Linked DNA regions of Capra hircus: region 1 is linked to region 2. The links are chromatin contacts, called in public Hi-C maps. All regions are on one chromosome and are shown on one strand. Each heading gives the region's core, a stretch centred on a gene start, on an enhancer-like site or on the middle of the called end of the contact. The rest is flanking DNA. Distances are from core to core; before and after follow the strand shown. Region 1 holds the start of ZNF79 (zinc finger protein 79). Region 2 overlaps GARNL3 (GTPase-activating Rap/Ran-GAP domain-like protein 3).

What was found. Hi-C and Micro-C count contacts between places; a contact is called where the count stands out from the background.
Region 1: a Hi-C map of blood shows a contact between it and region 2, with 4 times the contacts expected there. The contact joins the promoter of ZNF79 here to the enhancer-like site in region 2. A contact is called at or near these places in 2 of 5 Hi-C or Micro-C datasets (both in blood).

The regions. Positions count from the first base shown.
Region 1 is chr11:97,704,506-97,709,013 of ARS1.2, forward strand. ZNF79 (zinc finger protein 79) reads left to right here and starts at 2,935. Exons shown (of 4, transcript XM_018055809.1): 1 at 2,935-3,291.
Region 2 is chr11:97,608,920-97,613,270 of ARS1.2, forward strand. The region is part of intron 4 of GARNL3 (GTPase-activating Rap/Ran-GAP domain-like protein 3); the gene reads left to right. Among named protein-coding and RNA genes, the nearest start is that of SLC2A8, 83 kb to the right of the region's middle. Within about 2 kb of position 2,547, at least 1 of the 5 cell types and tissues checked has an H3K27ac peak or open chromatin away from gene starts, as enhancers often do.

The DNA.
Region 1 (4,508 bases), core at 1,685-4,184, 96 kb after region 2:
GAGAATATTTGAAATCTTTATAAGTTTTTATTTTCTACCCTATTCCCTCAGCAACCTCTGATTGCTACTAGCACCTACTTATAGTACCAAGGACTATGGGCACATGCACTCTTCAGAGGTTCCCTTACATTCCTTGAGGCCTTCCCATGACAGCACAAGATGGTTCAGGGACTAAGGCAGCCCCAGCTGACAGTCCTATATCTACCACAGGAACCCAGTCCAGGACCATCCGGCACACACCCATGAAGTGGGGCAGGATGAAATGTCCCCAGAGGACAGGTGAAGAAGCTGTGCTTTACCTAGCCTGGGATAGAAAAGTGTGCTGCCAACCAACATCCATCCCATCACCCACTAGCACCCCCAGGACAATTTCCAGGAGGATCCTGGCTTTTAAGAACCTATGGCAAGAAATTCCCTAACGCAACACAGTGGACGGAGCAAAATAGACATCACTGCCAATAAAGGTCCATGTTGTCAAAACTATGATGTGAGAGTTGGACTATAAAGAAAGCTGAGTACTGATGAACTGATGCTTTTGAACTGTGCTGTTGGAGAAGACTCGAGAGTCCCTTGGACTGCAAGGAGATCCAACTAGTCCATCCTAAAGGAAATCAATCCTGAATGTTCACTGGAAGGACTGTGGTTGACGCTGAAACTCCAATTCTTTGGCCACCTAATGTGAAGAGCTGACTCATTTGAAAAGACCCTGTTGCTGGGATAAAGTGAAGGCAAGAGGAGACGGGACGACAGAAAATGAGATGGTTGGATGGCATCACTGACTCTATGGACATGAGTTTGAGTAAACTCTGGGAGTTGGTGATGGTCAGGGAGCCTTGGAATGCTACAGTCCATGGGGTTGCAAAGATTCAGACACGACTGAGCAACTGTACTGACTGACTGATCATTTTTCCAGTAGTCATGAACGGATGTGAGAGTTGGACCATTAAGAAAGCTGAGCGGCAAAGAACTGATGCTTTCAAACTGTGATGTTGGAGAAGACTCTTGAGAGTCCCTTGGGCAACAAGGAGACCAAACCAGTTAATCCTAAAGGAAATCAAACCTGAGTATTCTTTAGGACTGATGCTGAAGCTGAAAACCTAATACTGTGGCTGGCTACCTGATGTGAAGAGCGGACTCACTGGAAAAGACCCTGATGCTGGGACAGATTTGAGGGCAGGAAAAGGGGGGGCAACAGGATGAGATGGCTGGATCGCATCACCGACTCAATGGACTTGACCCTGAGCCAACTCCAGGAGATAGTGAAGAACAAGGAAGCCTGGCGTGCTGCAGTCCATGGGATCCCAAAGAGGCAGGCAGGACTGAGCCACTGAACCAACTGAGACGTGAAGCACTCTGCTACCTCCCGGTGGCCACAGGTGGGTTTGCAAGACTAAGGCAGGAAACCCTCTTCTACTTCCTAGTGGCTATTAGGGGTTTAGCACCTGCTTAGCCTGTGGCAGAACACATCAGCTAGAAGAGCCCACTAGCCCACTAGCCACGAAATGCAGGCAGCCTCTGGAAGCTGGAAAAAGGAACGAAAGCGACTCTTTGCCTAGAGTTTCCAGAAGGAACAGAGCCCGGAAAACACCTTGATTTTAGCCCAGGGAGATCCATCTCAGCCTTCTGATCTCCAAAGTTGTAAGCCTAAAAATCACACAAGCCTAAGGTTCAGTTCAGTTTAGTTGCTCAGTAGTGTCCAGCTGTTTGCGACGCCATGGACTGGTCACATGAATCACAGCCTTGTCTAACTCAAAGAAACTATGAGCCATGCCCTGTAGGGCCATCCAAGATGGACGGGTCATGGAGCAGAGTTCTAACAAAACATGGTCCACTGGAGAAGGGAACGGCAAACCACTTCAGTAGTCTTCTCATAAGAATGCCATCAACAGTAGGAAAAGCCAGAAAGATATGACACTGAAAGCCTAAGGTAGAGAAGGTTTTATCTCAAAGAGGTCTGTGGGTGTGAGTTGTCTCATGGAGTGAATCCCAGTAAGTTCATAGAAGACCCCACAAAGTTAGAATTATATTGGGAAAGACACTACCACCAGTGATTAAGAGGGACAGAGACAAAATGGAAAGAGGTTCAGGACCCCCAAACTCATTTCTGCTGCCCAAGTAATACATTCTTCTCTCCTTAACGTCAAAAAATATCTCTAAAACTAAATTGATCATTAGAAAATTGCTTGATTAGTGAAGATCAACAGGCTTGTGGGAAATTTTCATCAATGCTCTGAGGAAGCCCACTTTGAAATATCCCCTTTGGCAGCACAGAAGCCTCCAAGGGCCGACTATTCAGGAAACTCCTTCCTCCATAATTCTGATCGAACTCTATTAAGTGTGCTCCTGCCCCTGAAATTACTGAAAGACGTTCCTTCTTGGGAACGTCTGATGGATACTTCGAGCGTTCCAACCCAACCTGTGACTGCCCTGTTCACAGAGGGGGCCCTCACTTCCTTTACTCCCCCGCCCTAAACTCTACGTTGGACTCACGAAGACCAGTGAAGGTGGCTGGGGTTGGGCCCTGAGCTGAAGGACTAGCTGAGCCGCAGTCCTGGGCAAGTCAAATCATTGAGGAGAAACCAGGCGCTCAGCGACGATGCGTATCAGCGCCTGCGCTAAAAGCACCGCTCTCGGAGCCTTAGCGGCCAAGTTGCTTCCTATCGAAGACGCCCGGGTTATTCGATTCGGTGGATGGACCTCTGCGTGGCACGTACAACAAAGCGTGACGGGAAACACATTCTCGGAGCAGAAACAGCCGGAAGCCTGGCTAGGAAATACGGTCCACGAAGGTGTGTGGGTCACAGCCTCCTACCGAGAGCGACAAAAAGCCATCCGTCTGCAACAGAGCGCAGCGATTTCTGGGAGATGGAGTCCCGTGCGCAAGGAGGCATGTGCGCGTGTCCGGAAGTGACGCTTTTAAGGCGCGCCCCTCTTTCGCGCACAGGCAGGCCCGCGACCGCATTTTCTGAGCTTCGGGCGGTAGCCGTGTCCTGGAGCCTTTTCACGTAGAGGGCAGCGGGCTTTTTCAAGTGGTGTTCCACTAGAGACCGAGTCGGCAATTGTGTCACGGGCTCCCCAGCCGGGGCCCGGCTGTGGCTGTGGAGACAATGAAAGACCCACCGGACAGGACGGACCCGGCTCAGCCCCGCAGTCTCAGATTCGGCCGTTGAGGGGAGAGGCCTGCGAGAAGAGTCCAAAGCGGGGATGGGGCCGCAGTGAAGCGACGCCGACGCTCAGAGAACTGCTGGGAGGCGGTGGCGCGAGGTGGGACCCAGATGCTGGAGGAAGGAGGTGAGAAGGAGTGTTGGAGCGGTTCGTGGCTTCCAGCCTGCGCGCCAGTGCTGCTGTGTGACCCGGTTCCGAACTCAGCGGTTATCCTTTCCGCAAGTAGTTGGGGACGGTCCTTTTTTGAATAATTATGGTGTCAAAAAAAATTGAAGAGCTCAGTCCTGAATCATCTCTGAGTATCCTGTTCCTGACTCTGATTTGTTGACGTACCTATGGCATTAAAAAGTAGAAGTGGGCCCTGGAAAGGAAAATGAGACGTGCTCAGGGCCTGCTCTATTGCTTCTGATCTTCCAGCCTTCTTGAAGCAACCAGGGATACTCAGAATGGGAGCCTGTTGGCTTCCCGTGATACTGAGGGTGGGTTCAACCCAGTTGGATTGTGAAATCTTGGCGAATCCTGGGAATTTAGAATCAGAAGGCTAGGATTCCTGTTTAAGCCGGGGGGTACCAGCCAGGTCTCTTGACCTGTTTCTTCATTGAGGAAAAGGTAAAATGACGTTAACTACCTCGTTCACCTCTAAGAACTGTAAGCATCAAATAAGATGATGCTTTTGAAAGCACCTTGAATGCTTTACAGAACAGAACAAATGTGTATGTAATAGTAACCACTGAGGCATTGCCGTCCTCTGCTAGACCAGGAATCGGTCTGTCACTCCTCAAGTGCAATTTCACATCCAACATTTCACATCGTCTTCCCTCAGACCCGGGAACACAAGCAGGATGATTATCCTCCTCCCCATAGTACCAAAGGTGAAATACGTACAATGGATGGGTACAGCTCAGTAACATGAAGTCTGTACTAAGACCAGTGTTCAGACGTGTTTACTTTTTTTAGAGCTGTTCCCGAAGACTACACTACCACTCTTGTTTTTTTTTTAATTGCGATATAATTTGCATGCTATAATACTAAATTTGAAAGATTACAGTTCAGTGGCTTTTATTATATTCACAAAGTTAGGCAACCATCGCGACTGTTTAATTCCAGAACATTTTCATCATCTCACACTACTCCACAGTCTCCTTTCCTCCTAGTCCCTGGCCAACTATTCATCGTTCCGTCCCTATGGATTTGCCTGTTTCATGAAAGGAGAATCGTACAGTATATGTGTCTGGGGTCTTTCCCTTAGTATGTTTCAAGGCTTATCCATGTCGTAACATGAAGTGTACTTCCTTTTTATGGCCAAATAATATTCCATTACATGGATTATACCATGTTTTGTT
Region 2 (4,351 bases), core at 1,297-3,796:
TTAGACACCTACACTATACTAACCCCACCCCCACCCCTACCCCAGTCTTTTCCATGTGTGCTGTTATTTCTCTGTGAGACAACTTCATGGTGCAGTGGAGACATATTGGAGTCAAACAAACCTGAGTTCAGACCTCAGCTCCACCACTTACCAGATAAGGATTCAAGGTTGCTGAGCCTCTATCTCCTACTGGATTAAAAAAAAGAGAGAGAGAATTGCTACTTTAGAGCACCTGGCCTTCTCCACCATGTACTTGTGCAATTTGTGTTTGTACCTAAGTGTAGGATTTTACAGTTGTCCAGGCTGAATTTAATCTTATTCATGTGTCCCATAATTGCTAATTGTCAATTTTTTTTTTGACATCTTGATCTGTCATCTGTTAGCCAATAGGCTAACCTCCCTGAGAATCTTGTATTACCTTCAGATGTGCTTATCCTGCCATCTGCGTACTCATTCAGGTTATTAATTAAAATGAATTTGACCCTCAGGTAGATCACTGGAGACCTCCCTTACAGCTCACTTGTGTGTAGCAATTAGTATATGATGAATCAGGGGGACAGCCTTTCAGCTTTTTACAGCTATCTTCCTTAGCATGGGAATGGTTCTCTTACGTACTGCTGTTGTTTTAGTCACTAAGTCGTGTCAGACTCTTTTGGGACCCTGTGGACTGCAGTTTACCAGGCTCCTCTGTTCATGGGATTACATACTGTTGGGGGACATGTAAATGAGTACAATCCTTTGGGAAGGCAATTAGTAATTATTAAAGATACATATACTGAAACTTCCCTGGTGGTCCAGTGATTAAAACTCTGCACTGCCAATGCAGTGGGTGTGAACTGGATCCCTGGTTGGGGAATTGGGATCCCACATGCCATGCAGCATGGCCAAAATATAAAAGAAAAGAAAAAGAAAAAATTCATATGCCATCTGGTCAGCAGTTCTGCTGCTAGGATGTGCCTTGAAGCATTGTTTTAAAATGGGAAAGAAATAACCAGGAAACAACCTCAGTAGAGGAATGATTTTGAAAATCATGATACATTTATACAATGGAATGCTTAGTAGCTGTTAGAATGAGGTAGAGGTAAATGTAATACCGTAGGAAAATGTTTACCATACAGCGCTAGACTTAAAGGCAAACTCCAGAATGGTTTGTTTGATATCATCCCATTTCCTTAAAAACAAACAAAAAAGGTAAACATGCTTGCTAATATGCAAGAAAATTTCCAAAGGGACACCTTAGAATTTAATAGTAATTGCTTCTGGAGTGGAAATGGGAAGTCAGGGAAGAAGTTAGAGGACCTTAACTTTTTACTTTAGGCCCTTTTATGTTTACATAGGTTTTACATCTATACTCAACTGAAGTGTTTAATTTTTTTAAAAAGCTATGTAGTTGTTAAAAAGAACAAGGTAGATCTGTAGGTGCTGACAGGAATCTAAGATTTTTTCTTAGGAAAAAAGGTTCAGTGTAGTATCTATAATACTGCCCCATTTATGAAAGCAGATTATGTGTGTCTATGTACATATGTATGTATGTGAGTGTATGCGCATATGTATAAACACATTTTTGTAAATGCATAAAAAGACCTGAAACTATCCAAGCCAATCTGATGACACAGTTATTATAGGGAAAGAAAGTAGATTAGGACATGGGGGTTGGGAGAAAGAAAGGATTTTAATTTTATGTGATTTCACTTTCTTCAACCAACTTATATTTATATTTGCAGGTCGACATTTTTTAATTTATTATTTTAAAGATCCACCTTTTTATTGCCAGTGTTCTTTTGCAATTTAGCCTAGAAAGTGAGGGAAAGTCAGTTTTAAAACATTCGCTCATTAATTAAACTCACTCTAGAAAGGACTCTGAAAAATGATGGGCATCATATGAAACTATGGCTCTCATTTGTAGTTGGAGTGCTTGTGTTATGTGGACTCCCTGCTTAAAGTCAAATATTAGAGAGCATTCAGATAAAACGGGGTATTACACATGGATTTTGATTAAGTTCTCCTCACAGTATCTTGGCCATATACAGTCATCGTCCTTCACTTCCCACAAGTATATGTGGTTAAACAAAACAAGGATCACAACAAGGAGCTTTTGTGAACTTTGGAATCTAATGCAGAAATGATTCAGTCTCAAGACTCATTCAACCCTGTGGAGGTGTTCAGGCAAGTCTGCAGTATAGAAGAATTTGAGTTAATTACTCCACAATACCTTCTAGCAAATGATTATCTAAAAAGGGATACAATTAGTATGGGTATTTGCAATGTTAAAGTTTAGCTGTCTGATAAATGTATTCATCGGAATATTTCCTCCTAACTTTCTTTTTGATTGATATCAAGTAAATAATGTTTCATTGTCACCTTGAAGTGCTGTAGGATTTTCTGTATCTTTGGAATCTTCTCTAAAATTTAGGTCATAGTTAAAATTTATTGTAAAACTAAAACAACAGTCGGGTACTACTACACCCATTCCAGGGCGGTGATGGCAAAGAATCTGCCTGCCAGTGCAGGAGACACAAGAGACGTGGGTTTGACCCCTGGGTCGGGAACATCCCCTGGAGGAAAGCATGGCAACCCGCTCCAGTATTCTTGCCTGGGGAATCCATGGACAGAGGAGCCTGGCAAGCTACAGTTCGTAGAGTCACAAAGAGTCGGACATGACTGAAGCGACGTAGCAGGCACACATGCACACCCACTCTAAAACCACTAAAATTTAAAGCACTGAACTGCTCAGAGTTGATCAGAGAACGTGGAACAACTGGAACTCTTCTATTTATTGCTAATTGTGTAAATTGGTGCCTTCCTCTTGGAGACTGTTGATAATATCTACTCAAACTGAATGTCTGTATCCCCTTGGTCCCAGGATGTACACCCAACAGAAAAGAGAGTTCACTGTGGCTTTATTATTTTCTGTGTGTGAGTTTTATTTATTTTTTAATTTGGCCACACCATGTGGCACATGCAGGATCTTTAGTTCCCTGACCAGGGATCAAACCTGTGGCCCCTGCACTGGAAGCACAGAGTCCTAACCACTAGACCACCAGGGAAGTCCCGATCATGGCTTTATTCTTAATTACCAAAAACTGGAAAATATTCATATGTCCATCAACTGGAAAGTAAATACATGAATTTTGGAGTTCATACGTGGACTGCTGTGTAGCAGTGAGGAATGAGCTACTGCTTCACGGATAAAGTGAATGTCACACACATAAGGTCTAAGAACAAAGGACCTGACTCAAATGAATACAGATGATATGATTTCATTTCCATGAAGTTCAAGAGTAAGTAAAACTAGTCTATGGTGATAAAAGTCACAATAGTGCTTACCTTTCAGAGTGTGATTGAGTGTTGACTGGGAAAATGCATGAAGGAACCTTCTAGGATACTGAAAAGGTTCTCTGTCTTGATCAGGTAGTTACAAAAGGTATATGTGCATGCGTGCTCATTTGCTTCTGTCCTGTCCAACTCTTTGAGACCCCATGTACTGTAGCCCACCAGACTCCCCTGTCCATGAGATTTTCCAGGCAAGGATACTGGAGTGGGTTGCCATGCCCTCCTCCAGGGGATCTTCCTGACCCAGAAATTAGATCCACATCTCTTGCATCTCCTGCATTGGCAGGCAGTTTCTTTACCACTAATGCCAACTTCGAAGCCCACAAGGATATGTGTGTGTGTGTGTGTATATATATATGTGTGTGTGTGTGTGTACACACACACACATATATAGACTGCTGCTGCTAAGTCACTTCAGTCGTGCCCGACTCTGTGCGACCCCATAGACGGACGCCCACCAGGCTCCCCCGTCCCTGGGATTCTCCAGGCAAGAGTACTGGAGTGAGGTGCCATTGCCTTCTGCGATATATATATATATATTTGAACATCATTTCACTCTACACTGAAGAGTTGTGCACTTTCCTGTCTATTGCTGCTGCTTATCAGGTATTGGAACTGGTTTTCAGAGTCTTTTTTCTGGGATCCTGAGCAGAGGGATTTTTTTGTTTTCTGCTTAGCCTCCATTTCTTTTGTCAGTTCCTGCGTGTTTTCTTGTCTTTACACCTCATAATATGTGCTTTTAACAAGGGACAGGAAGTATCTTGCTCTGTGAGACTCACAACTTTTTGGGTGTTGGGTTTTTCCCCAGTTTAGTTTAGTATTCTGTGAAGATGGAAGTTAAATAGGTATCTTTTTGATCATTAAAAAAAGAACACTTGATTGACAGTTTGTACTCAATAGAGGTTTGGGATATGACACCGGCCAGAGTCCCATCTCTCACTCCCAGGAGCATGCTGCCTCTTGCCTCACCTGCATTATTCCACTCCGCTGGTGCCAACACTCAGAGCACTAGGAGGCA